Regions from separate parts of the Zea mays genome. Here region 2 is linked to region 1. Evidence: chromatin contacts called from public Hi-C data. All regions are on one chromosome and are shown on one strand. The core of a region is the stretch at or near the end of the contact, and the rest is flanking DNA. Distances in the headings are between cores, read along the strand shown. Region 1 holds the start of LOC100383902. Region 2 holds the start of LOC103635534 (oxidoreductase 2OG-Fe(II) oxygenase family protein).

Region 1 (6,680 bases), core at 3,532-6,031:
CTTAGATTATCCCCCATTAAAATATATCTAGCTTAATAGATCCATCTCATCTCAAAAGATTCTGTCTTATCCTTATAAATTCATCTTGTCCTAATAAGCATACATTATCCCACCCTAGAGTAACAACCATGATATAATCAAAATTAATTAGATCTTATCTAGTCTAATCTAGTCATGCCAAACTAATCTAGATCCCATCTAATCTAATACGATCTAATCTAATGTGAGTCACTTTATGAGTTAACACTAGTGAAATAAACTAGACCCTACTCATATAAACATGTTTTAACCTAAATTGGTGCCTTAGATTAACTCGGCCATGAACAACAACCTAACCTGCATAATGGGTGGTATAACCTATCTAGCTCAACCTAGAAGCAAAACAACTAAACCTGATTCTAACTATTCTCATTTAGCTTAAGTCACATACTAAGCCATCTGCTCTAACGGCTAAGCTATATGGTTTACCTACAAATCTGTCTTAACTACATGTCTTTAGCTCGGAGGGTAACACCAAGACCCAAGAAGGAAGTGATCAACCTCATCAAAAGGATCTTCACTTGAAAAATCATCCCAAGTCTTGACACTTGTGAGTGCCTTGCCTTTGCTCCTCCTCTTTGTGGGTTCGACCATATTTGGACAGTTGTCCCTGAAGTGGCCCTTCTCCCCACATCCAAAGCATCCTCTCTTTCTTTGCCTTTTCCTGTCAATGTTAAAGAGAAGATCCTCGACCTGCAGGGGCACACCCATTAGATTAATCTTGTAAATCATCCCCATTACCTTCCTCACACGATGAATTGTTTCTTCGTCCTCGAAGGATGATGTTGAGGGTTGATCATCTTCATCATCAACTTATTATTCCTCCTCTTCTTCACTTAAGCTTGGAGCCTTTTTCTTGCCTTTCATCTTTTTGTGTTCATCACATGCAAAAGAATATGAATTTGAAGAAGTTGGCTCCTCTTGACCCATTTTTCGCGACATCTCAAATGTCGCAATCTTTCCAATCATAATCGTCATGGCCATTTGGCTCAAGTCATCAAGACTGTGAAGGATGGTGATGATGCTCCCATATCTTTGTTGTGGTAGAAGGGTGATGATTTTCCTCACAATGTCTGCATCACCTAGCTTATTAATTCCAATAGAGTTGAGCTCATTAATCACAAGATTCAAGCAGGAATACATGTCTCTAACAAGCTCATTTTCTTTCATACAAAATAATTATACTCATTTAAGACTAGGCGATGTTTTTGCTCATGGACATTAGATGTGCTGTCATGGAGCTCATGCAATTTTTGCCAAATCTCATTAGCAGTTTCAAGCTAAATACTTGATTGAAAATTTTCATACTAAGGGATTCATACAATCAATTTTTCGCTCTAGCTTTTAAATGAATTTCTTTTTCATCACTTGTGGTGACCTTCTCGAGATTCTTAGGTGGTTTCATCATGTCATGAGTGACTCTCCAAACACCTAGATCAACCGCTTCTAGGTAACAAGCCATTCTAGCACTATAATATGGGATGTTAGTGCTGTCGAAGTGTGGTGGCCTATGGGTATACATCCCCTTCCTCTTAAAAAGTGTCGGCTCAATTAGTGGTGAAGCTAAAACATTTCAAATGATCCAAACTAGGCTTTGATACCACTTGTAGGAAATGGTGATGCCTAAGAGCGGATGAATTAGGACTTCTAAAAACTTCTATCTAAACTAGGCGACAAATAAATCCCTAGAACAAAACCTATGCAAATAAGCAATCTAGAACATGCAAACTAGGTTTTGTCTAAGTGTTTCTATCTCTACCGCAAAACCTAAGTTCCAATCCTAAATATTCTAACTAGAAAGGAGACATTGAAACTTATGTACTTAATGTAAATGCGAAAGGTAAAGAGCTAGTAGAGAAAGCAAACTCTCGTGGACGACGCCAGTATTTTTACCAACGTATCCGGAACCATGCAAAGTCCCGACTAACCCTCGTTGGTGTCCCTATGCAAAGGGTAGCCCACGCGAGGGCCATGCACCACGGTCGAGTAACTCCGTAGAGAGCCACGGGCATTCTCCACGCGCAAGTGGTGCTCTGCTTTTGGCTCCTCTTAGACGCTCCCCGCCATCTCCACTATCAAGCTTCCGACCGAAACGCTGCGGGCCTTGTTCCCTCTAGTACACGGTGGTGGCCGTGACACAAACTCGGTTGTCACGGTCTCGTACGACTCTCGCCCCACTTAATACAATTACAACGGCTCACACAAGAGCTGAGGGGTTTTGTGGGTTTTTCTAAACTCACTCAACTAACTAGGATTCACCTAGAGCAATCGCATAAGCGGTCTAACTAACCTAAGCACTTCGCAAAGCACCTACGCTAATCATTGAGTGTTTCTATTAAGCACGTGAGTGTTTGAACACTTGGAAATGTCTATAGCATGTATTGGTATGTTGTTTGGGCCCCCACATCTTCAAATGGCTGGTTGGAGGGGTATAAATAGCCTCCCCCTCAATTATAGTTGTTGGACAGAAAGCTGATTGCTCTGTCGTAGGGCGCACTAGCCAGTCCGGTGCACATCAGACATGTCCGGTGCCCTGACCATGTTAGCCGACCGTTGAGGTCTATAGCAGTCGACTGTTGATAAAGTTGTAGCCGACCGTTGGCCAAACTGTCCGGTGTACACTGGACAATCTAGTGCTACAACAACCGAGAGTCCAGTTTGTGGACCTCTCTGCACAGACTATTCGGTACACACCGAATATGTCTGATGCGCCACCAGAGCGCTAGCCGATTACCCACTTCATGTATTTCTTCACTATTTTCTTGGGCATCTTTTGGTCTTGAGTCTCAGACTTCTACGCATCTTTTAGGTCTTCTTTTGAGGTGTTACATCCTCAGAGCCTCAGTTGAATCCTCTTCACATCCTGTGAACTACAAACATAAACACTAGCAAATACATTAGTCCACAGATTATGTCGATCATAAAACACCAAAATCATTTAGTCAAATGGGCCAATATCCATTTTTCTTACAACCTAGAAATGTGATGGCTCGGGACGGCAGAGGCAGGAAGCATTAACTTATGTGCTGGCATGCCGCCACTTCAACTTGGCGTCCTTTGATCGACAAAACAAGACAAACTCAAGCTCATTCTTCTTGATAGATTAAGAAAACACACCCAACAGGATCCCCTCTGCCTCTGCCTCTAGCCCTCCACATTGATGCTGCGAAAATAAAGGCTGTGCCAGCATAGACAAGGAAACTATTGATGTCGTCTGAAATCAAGAGACTTCCACTACATTGACGTGACATATCAAAGTCATGTCGCATCAATGAAGCTTCTGCCACTACGTTGACGTGAGAGAATAAGTCGGCAATGCCTCAAATCACAGTCGCCCAATGTCGCTGGAGCTTCCACCTCTGCCTTAAATAAGATGGAATGAACGTAGAGTAAGGGAAAAGGAGAAAAGTCACGCACAATACATTTTGATTTTTTTGAATGGCCAAATACAACGTGATAGTTTATGAATCAGAACGAGTGTGCTAAAAACATGTCCTAAACGGAAAGTACCGTACTTAAGCGTGAAGGTGCCTGCTGAAAATAAAACGGGCACATATTTTTTTCTTGGAAATAGGGTTGCCTCCTCAACGTACACAAATTGGATTGTTGAGGTTTAAGACTATCTCTAGTAAAGTTGTCTCCAGCAAAAATGCTAAAACACTTTGTCTACTAAATGTAGTGGATGGTGGTCTCTGCTACACCTCCGAGTTGATATAGCCTTCAGTAAATTTAGCGGACGCCGCTGGAGATGCTAAATATGGAGTTACACGACCCCTCTCCCTCTTGCTCCTGTGCCGGCACGAACTCTTTCCCTCCACTCTCGGCTTCCTTTGCACACTACGTCTTCCTAGTGTCGTTCGGATCCCAGAGGTCAAAGATCTTCATTGTTGTAAAACTGGGATCAACAATCCCTACATTCGATGGGTTTGGTGGAAGACCCATAAAATCGAGGAGAGCTGCTACGCTGGAGTTCTCTGCCGTGTCACCTAATCTTGGGGCCAAACCATGATGCGTCGATGACCTACTCCGTAGAGGGAAGGGTCTGCTCTTAGATCCTACGACGAACACTGCAAAACCTATAGCACCCCTTTCCCCGATTCAAGGTCGAATCTGCAAGCTGAGAAAGGGAAGGGGACACTAAATCCGGGCTCATCATCAGCATCCATTGGCTCCTTGATCCCAAATTTATAGCATCACAGGTGATTCCCTAATCTTCCTTTTTTAATCCTTATGTGGTCTATCCCTGTATCCTCCAACAACGTCCATAAACGATGTTCGTGCGTCATCTATATTTATATATTTTTCTACTATCCTTTATCCATTTTAATGCTTCAAACCATATATTAAATAAAACTTAAATATACATAAAATATTTGAGGATATGATAAATATATATGTACAAAAAATTTAGAAGGAAATATGTATATAATATATGTATCTATATATAAGAGAGGGGATGAGAAATAGAAGATGTTATTAACAAGAAATGAGATATAGAGAAGAAAATTATAGAGGAGACCATAGAGACAGTTTAAACAGAAATTCCTCTCCGGGTCTGAACATAAAATATTTAAATGAATATTATAAACTACCGATCTACACTAAATTGAGAACTAGAACATTCCAAACGCGCTCCAACGGTCATCTCCCTACAGGCTACAGCCAAACCTCAAACCCCAGCGGTCGGTCCAATTCAAAAATCGAATCCTGCGCTCCTTCCCCAAGCTATTCCCAAACTGCCCCACGTCTCATCCTCGCGAGTCGCGACCTCGCAAGCCTCTCCGACCCCCAGCTCAACGAGATCGGGCGAGCGATCCCCTCTTCCCCGACCACCAGATCGCAGCAATGGAGCCGGATCCGGTCGCCGCTGGGGCATCCTCCTCGCCGCCGCCTTCACCAGCGCCGGCCACGTCCCCGCCGTGGCAAACGCGAGGTACTGTTTCTTAGTTCTCAGGCTAGGAGTAGGGTTTCTTTATTGTCGGGGTGTACCCAGCTGGGCGCTGGCGTGGTGTGCGTCTTCGCCTCAAACGGCCTGGCGTTTGCTTGCCAGATGACGATGAGCCGGGAGCGGTGGATTGCGCGGATCCCGGAGGAGACCTGAATCCCGCGCCGCCGCCGTCGCTTCAGCAGGGTACAGGTTCGTTCTCTTGCAGCAGATGGCCAGTAGGGTTTGCTGCGTCCGTCTCATGGTGGGGAAATTGTTCGTAGTTGAGAACGCCGCGGTGGGCAGCGAGGTGGAGCAGGAGGAACCAAAGAAGGAGGCGATGGCAGGAGTAGGGGAGACTCTCCGCAGCTTCATGGAGGTGAGCACACCTTTGGATGCCAATTCGTGGCGGCGACTTGGAATTATCATGATTTCTTCTCGTGCTTAATCGTAGATATAAAAATATCTGACCAATCAAAGAAATTGAACTAGAAAAATCTTAAACGCACATGAAACCAAGCAGGAAAGTGTTGATTTTCTCTTTCTCCCTTGGTAACGATGGTTCAACTTTGTTTCAAGAGAAAATATGGTAGGGCTGTTCGCTTCTGATTTCATTGTGTCTTTTCTTCAGGAGTTTGGGGATCAAGGAGAGGACTCCATTATCTTGTCACCGCGGCTGAAGGATATTAGTACTCCTGACCGCCCCGCTGCCCTCGGTTTCCTAGGTACACGCAACTGTCATACACGTGCTTTGCTTAAGCATTTGAAGCATTTCGATTCCTATTATTATCTGTTGTGTTTGTCATTTGTTCGTGTGTAGGGGAGAAGTATAACAACCTCATGGAGAGGTACAAGAAGTACAAGAAGCAGGTGGTCAAGTGTTCCGAGGAGTGTGAACCAAGATATAATGGCCTGAAGAAGAAGTACACAGACGAGTGTGCAGAGAGGCGGCGTCTGTACAATGAGCTTATTGAGCTAAGAGGTAACATTAGGGTGTTCTGCAGATGCAGACCTCTGAGCTCCGATGAGGTCAACCGTGGGTGTTTATCTGTTGTTGAGATTGACCCATCACAGGAGAGTGAGCTGCAGTTTGTGCCCAGTGAAAAAGAAAGGAAGCCCTTTAAGTTCGATCATGTTTTTGGGCCAGAGGATGACCAAGGTATATTTGACTGAAACTGTACCTAGCTGACTTGTCAAGTATGCTAGTAGTATACATGTTTAAGGGTGACATATTTATCGGTTGCTTTCCAACCTTTTTGTGCAGAGGCCGTCTTTTCAGAAACAGTGCATGTTGTTAGGTCAGTGATGGATGGTTTTAACGTATGCATCTTTGCATATGGGCAAACAGGAACTGGGAAAACTTTCACAATGGAAGGGGTTCCAGAAAATAGGGGTGTAAATTATCGGGCTTTGGAAGAATTGTTCAGAACGTCAGAGAAAAGAAGTGCATCTGTTGCATACACATTTTCCGTAAGCATCTTGGAAGTTTACAATGAAAAGATCAGAGATCTTCTTGATGAGAGCAATGATCAATCAAAAAGGTATAATTCCTTCCTTTGTCCTCTTGGTGAGAAAAGATTCATTGCTTTAACAATGTTATGTTGTTGCAATTCAAGGTTGGATATTAAGCAAAATGCTGATGGAACACAAGAAGTTCATGGTTTGGTTGAGGCTCCAGTTTATAACATAGATGATGTGTGGGAGAAACTGAAGTTTG
Region 2 (5,925 bases), core at 3,290-5,789, 250 kb after region 1:
GCCCGACCTCAGGCTTCGGCCTCAGCCTCAGCCTCGAGAGGAGTCACATCCTCGCCCGACCTCGGCCTCGGCCTCAAGAGAAGTCTCTGCCTCGTCCAACCTCAGTCTCGGACCGACTACGCTACAGGGGATGCATCATTACCCTACTCCTAGCTAGCTGCCTTAGGCTATGAAGGAACAAGACCGGTGTCCCATCTAAGGTTACTCCGGTAACAGGTAATGATGGTTCCCCGCGTGCGCCCATGACGTCGATTGCTCTCAACCTCCTACGGAAGCAAGGAAACGTCAGCAGGATCCATGCCGCACCGCCAGCTTTGCTTCCACAGGGCTCAAGGCACTTCTCCGACGGCCACGTTAGCGCATGTATAGGGCTCAAGGCACTACTCCGCCAGCCACGTTAGCACATAGCTACACCCCCATTGTACAGCTGGGCATCTCCTTGTATCTATAAAAGGGGATGTCCAGGGCCTTCCTATGGGGAGGAGAGGGGGGGACGTTGGCACACGTTCACATGGACACACGTTGATGACGGGGCACGTCGACATAGAGGGAGGCGGGGCAGACGAGATAGGCGAAGACGGACGCACGCAGGGACTCTCTCTCTCTCGCTCTCTCGCGACGCTTGTAACCCCTACTACGAGCACCCCAGTGCAGGATAACATAAGCCTCATTTCCCTCTTGTGTTCCATCTTGCATCAACCCATCTGGGCAGGGGCACGCAACAACAAATTCACTGGTTGGTTGACGGACCTCGCGGGTCCGAAGCGCCGACAAATATAAATCTTGCGTCCACAGAGCACACCATCCAGATCTAAAATGTGCATAAACACATTTACTCATTGGTGCTGATTCGAAACATCGACACACCCCTTTGTAGCTCTTCCAAATTGTGCACCACTGCACGAATGTAATACCCTGTCCACTCCCGGACCGGCGGTACTTACTGCTGGCAGCTCTCTAGGATCATATATTGTCTCCACAGACCAACACGAGTATTTTGTGCGCACTTTATCCTCACTCATGCACACCCCAGAAAACTTTTCGGTCGGTCACCCATCCCAAATTGCTCCAAGCCAAGCACGCTTAACTTGGAGGTTCTTTCGAGATAGAATTTTGAAAAAGAAGATGCACCTTGTTATATGAATACTCTATTAATTTTTTTAAGCCTTGGGCCAGGATATCGCCATCCCCTAGGGCCAGGATATCACATTCCATCCCCCTTAGAAGACCGACGTCCTCGTCGGTGAACCCCAATCTAGGAACCTCCCTTCTTGGCCACGTATGTGTGTCCAGTGACGTCATATGCCATGCCATGTGACCACTCCGGGGCCACATGCGCCATGCGCCATATACCCGAACCCTTAACCCACACACACCCGTGAAACCGCGAGGATCGGCTCTGGTACCACTTGTAACACCCCGTTCACTCCCGGACCAGCAGCACTTACTGCTGGCAGCTCTATAGGATCATATATTGTCCCCACAGACCATCACGAGTCTTTTGTGTGCACTTTGTCCTCAATCATGCGCACTCGAGAAAACTTCATGGTCGGTCACCCATCCCAAATTGCTCCAAGACAAGCACGCTTAACTTGGAGGTTCTTTCGAGATAGGATTCCAAAAAAAGAAGATGCACCTTGTTATATGAGTACTCTATTAATTTTATTAAGCCTTGGACGAGGATATCGTCATCCTCTAGGGCCAGGATATCACAACGGAGGACCTTAATCGTGTCCACTGCATCGGAGATATTGGGCACGTGCTTCCCCCTATGGGTGGCAGGCATGTTGTTCCCCTAGCGAGCAACATACTCAAAGCCAACAGCAGTGGTAGTTGGAAATGGCACAATCCTTATCATCATTCTCTATCGGAAGCCATCCTCTCTTTCCTATGTGGCATGGACCAACAACCATTCGACGATGAAAAGGCATGAGGTCCCTTATATGCACGCACTGCATAGTGTCACCATATTCCGTCATCACCCTACGCGAAAGCATCTCCGCTGGTCATTGTTGGAACCACTCACAAGTCTCGACACGCGCTGAGATCCAAGTGGTTGTACACATGCAACTTTATCATCCAGATGGTATCCTTCTAATCCCTGAGTCTCCATGGTAATATCGTCATCTACAACCATGATCATTAACATAGCTCGAGGGCAAGCTGTCTTGGAAGGGTAAAGTAGTGTTATAGCAAGTGGAGCCAACCTAGGGGTCTTGTAGTGTGTAAATAGTGTCTCATAGACATTGTCAAATAGATATGCAACAATGTAGCATGTAAATAGTGCCAAACAAACATGTGGCACTGCAAAGAATCTGTTTTGCCTTCTCATGTGCCCAAAAGCGATTTTTTTTAAAACTCAATAGCAAAAGTAAAAAACTATAAAATAAAAGAAAATATTGCAAAAAAGATTATAAAAATCAATATGTAGAAGCCAAAAGTTAAAAAAGACAGTTTTAAGCTTAATGTCTAAAAACTATAGTTTAGGCACAAAGTAGTTATGATCATGCCATAATGTTCTACAATTAGCATTCTTGTTATTTGTCGAAAAGGTTGATCGTATAATTTCATATTCTAACCATACTCTATGTCGAGGACGAGCCGATCGAGCACCCGACGGACATCATGATGGAGCCAGCAGGGAAAGGTGCTTTATCGGTAGGTGTTAGCCGTTTTGTGGCTATAGGATGTACCCATGATGCAGGAGATTTGCAATATGCAGTTGATTTATCCTCGCACCCCTTTGTAGCTCCTCCAAATTGTGCATCACTACATATAAGACCTCAAACATGTGAGCTGCATCGGGGATGGACATGCGGTTTCTTCTATAGGTGGGGGGTATGTTATTCCCCTCGGTGGTAGTGATATCAAAGTCTACAGGGGCAGTGGTTGGAAAGGCACACCCCTTCTCGTCATTCTCTGTCGGAAAGGCACACACCTTCTCGTCGTATTCAATAACAAAAGTCAACAACTAAAAGCCAAAAAAATATTGCAAAAAATATTAACCAAAAGTCAATAGCTACAAGCCAAAAGTAAAAAAAACAACTTTTAAGCTAAAGATCCAAAAACTACAGGTCATGCCCAAAGTAGTTATGCCATGCCCAAAGTAGTTATGGCCATGCCACGATGTTGTATAATTTACATATTTTATTAATCCAAATTATTGGTCATATACTTCATCAAACTAAACAACAAATAGTGATCGTCCATCCCTCCAACCAAACATGACTAGGGATCATTTCATCCCTCAAACCAAGGTCCACACCATCCTCAACTGGCTTGTCTCGCAACCGATCACATGCTAAGTGATCATGAACAATATAACGATCAACCTTAATTTTATGTTATATCCTGAAAAAATACAACACAATCATCACAAACATATATAATATTTGAAGAACGGAGCCTACGAGATCAAGTAATCTAGTTTGTGGCTCCAATAACTTTTTTTCTGGTTCACTGAATAACGTCCCAAAGATTGAATTGTCTCTATGCGCGTTACAAAAATTGGCGTTACAAAAACTGTAGTGATGCAGGAGATGTGCAATCTGTAATTGATTTAGCCTCGCATCCCTTTATAGCTCCTCCAAATTGTGCATCACTACATATAAGACTTCAAACGTGTGCGTTGCATCGAGGATGGGCATGCGGTTCCTTCTATAGGTGGTGCCGTGGTGGGCATGTTATTCCCCTCGAGGGCAGTGATATCAAAGTCTACAAGGGTGGTGGTTGGAAAGGCATGCCCCTTCTCATCGTATTCAATATCAAAAGTCAACAACTAGAAGCCAAACAAAAAATATAAAAGAAGTCAATAGCTACAAGCCAAAAGTCAGAAAAAAGCCAGCTTTTAAGCTAAATTTCCAAAAACTACAGCTCATGCCCAAAGTACTTATGACCATGCCACGATGTTCTACAATTTGCATTTTTTTTAATCCAAATGTTGATCATATACTTTCTCAAACCAAACAACAAATAGTGATCGCTCTATCCCTCCAACCAAACATGACTAGAGATCATTTCATCCCTCAAACCAGGTTCACCCCATTCTCAGCTGATCTGTCTCGCAACCGATCACATGCTAAGTGATCTTGAACAATATAACAATCAACCTTAATTTCATGTTATATCCTCAAAAAATACAACACAATCATCACAAACACATATAGTATTTGAAGAACGGCACCTACGAGATCATGTAATCTAGTTGCTGGGTCCAATAACTTTTTTCTCCGGTTCGCTGAATAACGTCCCAAAGATTGAATTGTCTCTATGCGCGTTACAAAAATTGTCATCTCCACTTCTTCAACGCCCTTCTCCACGTCATTTGGAACATATCCACAGTGCACGATACATCGCTAGCTTCTTTCTCGAAAAGAAACCGGACATGCCCGTGCCGCTCTGAAGCGCACGACCAGGATCATGCGTGGTCCAGAAGACTGCGCCCACGAAGAACGTTCCGTGCCGCACCGCACGGCATGCGTCCCAATATCAGGTCCGGTAGGGCGACGCTGCCACCCTCTGCCTCTGAGCCCCGGCGGCCCGGCCGGTGGGTGGCGAGCGCGGTCCGCACGCGCCCCCTACTACCCCCGTTGCCCGTCCGGTCCGACCCCCCGTAGGTCGCAGGCACAAAAGCGACCTGGCCCTTAACGGCAATTCAGCCTCGACGCCGGATCCGCGCTTCCCGACTCGCCGCTACGTCACCCGATTGGGGCTGGCCCTGGCCACGGGCACCCGCCGAGGCATTTATAAGTACGAGCGCCCGGGTGAGCCAGAGCCCCACACACCGTCTTCCTCTGTTTTGCCAGGGCCAACGCCATTACTAGAAGTCTAGAAGAGAGGTGGGGAGGCAGAGACGAGAGGCGTAGGGAATTCGGGGGAGAGAGAGAGAGGCAGGGCGGTGACGAGCTTGGACTGGCGATCGCGGGAGCGATGACGACGGCGGCCGGCATGCCGGGGTCGCCGGTGGGCTCGGCCGCGGCGGCTGGCGGTCCCGCGGCGCCCGAGGTGGCGGCCATGGACGCGGTGATCGGGTGGTTCCGCGGCGAGTTCGCGGCCGCGAACGCGATGATCGACGCGCTGTGCGGACACCTGGCGCAGATCGGCGGCGGCGGCGGGGCCGAGTACGACCCCGTCTTCGCCGCGCTCCACCGCCGACGCGCCAACTGGTTCCCCGTCCTCCACATGCAGAAGTTCTACCCCGTCACGGACGTCAACGCCGAGCTGCGCCGCGTCGCGGCCGCCCGCGCCGCCGCGGGGCCCTGCTGCTACTCGGAGGAGGAGGTCGCGTCCACGGTGATCCACGATCCCATGGAAGACCTCCCCTCTGAGGCGGAGCCCGAACCCAGGCCGGAGCACCAGCAGGATCCTATACACCAGGATCCGGCTCCGGAGGCCGAGGAGGCTGACGGCACCGTCATCAACCCCGCCTTGGAGTGTCACGAGGAGGCGGACGCGGGGGCTGACTCCTCGGGAGATTCGTCGGAGCGGAAGGCCCCCTCTACGGAAGACGACACCGTCCCAGACGGACGTAAGTACAATCACGCTAACCCGAAAATTAAATTCTCCCGTGCTCGCGTCAATTAATTACCTTTGCCTGCTGCATCCCGTTCATGTTCCGGCCTCCGGCATTCGGACATGCAGAATCCGTCGTCGTTTCCTTTAGCTCGACGTCCGCACTAGTAGATTAGAGTTTCCAAAATTATCAAATAAATTTCGGCCGCTTCGTGAACTCTTGGATCTGGTAGCCAGATGTGACTTTCCCGCAAGTATTTTTTTCTTATTACTAAACTCCTTTCCGGGCCTAACTAACTAACTGTAAAACGGCGGGACGATGGCACTAGTATAAAAAATATCAAATAATGTCTTCTTTTTGGGAGTTTTATTTTATGTTTTCGATTCACGAGATTAACAGGCTTCCAGATTACG

Evidence for each region. A called contact is a pair of places that touch in the nucleus more often than the background predicts.
Region 2: a contact with region 1 is called in a Hi-C map of bundle sheath, with 4 times the contacts expected there. The contact joins the promoter of LOC103635534 here to the promoter of LOC100383902 in region 1. A contact is called at or near these places in 13 of 25 Hi-C or Micro-C datasets (bundle sheath, ear, endosperm and 4 more).

The regions. Positions count from the first base shown.
Region 1 is chr8:89,581,873-89,588,552 of Zm-B73-REFERENCE-NAM-5.0, forward strand. It overlaps LOC100383902, which reads left to right and starts at 4,782. Exons shown (of 13, transcript NM_001362225.1): 1 at 4,782-4,972; 2 at 5,090-5,176; 3 at 5,248-5,342; 4 at 5,595-5,688; 5 at 5,784-6,122; 6 at 6,228-6,504; 7 at 6,580-6,680. The coding sequence starts at 4,885.
Region 2 is chr8:89,828,980-89,834,904 of Zm-B73-REFERENCE-NAM-5.0, forward strand. It overlaps LOC103635534 (oxidoreductase 2OG-Fe(II) oxygenase family protein), which reads left to right and starts at 4,540. Exons shown (of 7, transcript XM_008657965.4): 1 at 4,540-5,527. The coding sequence starts at 4,930.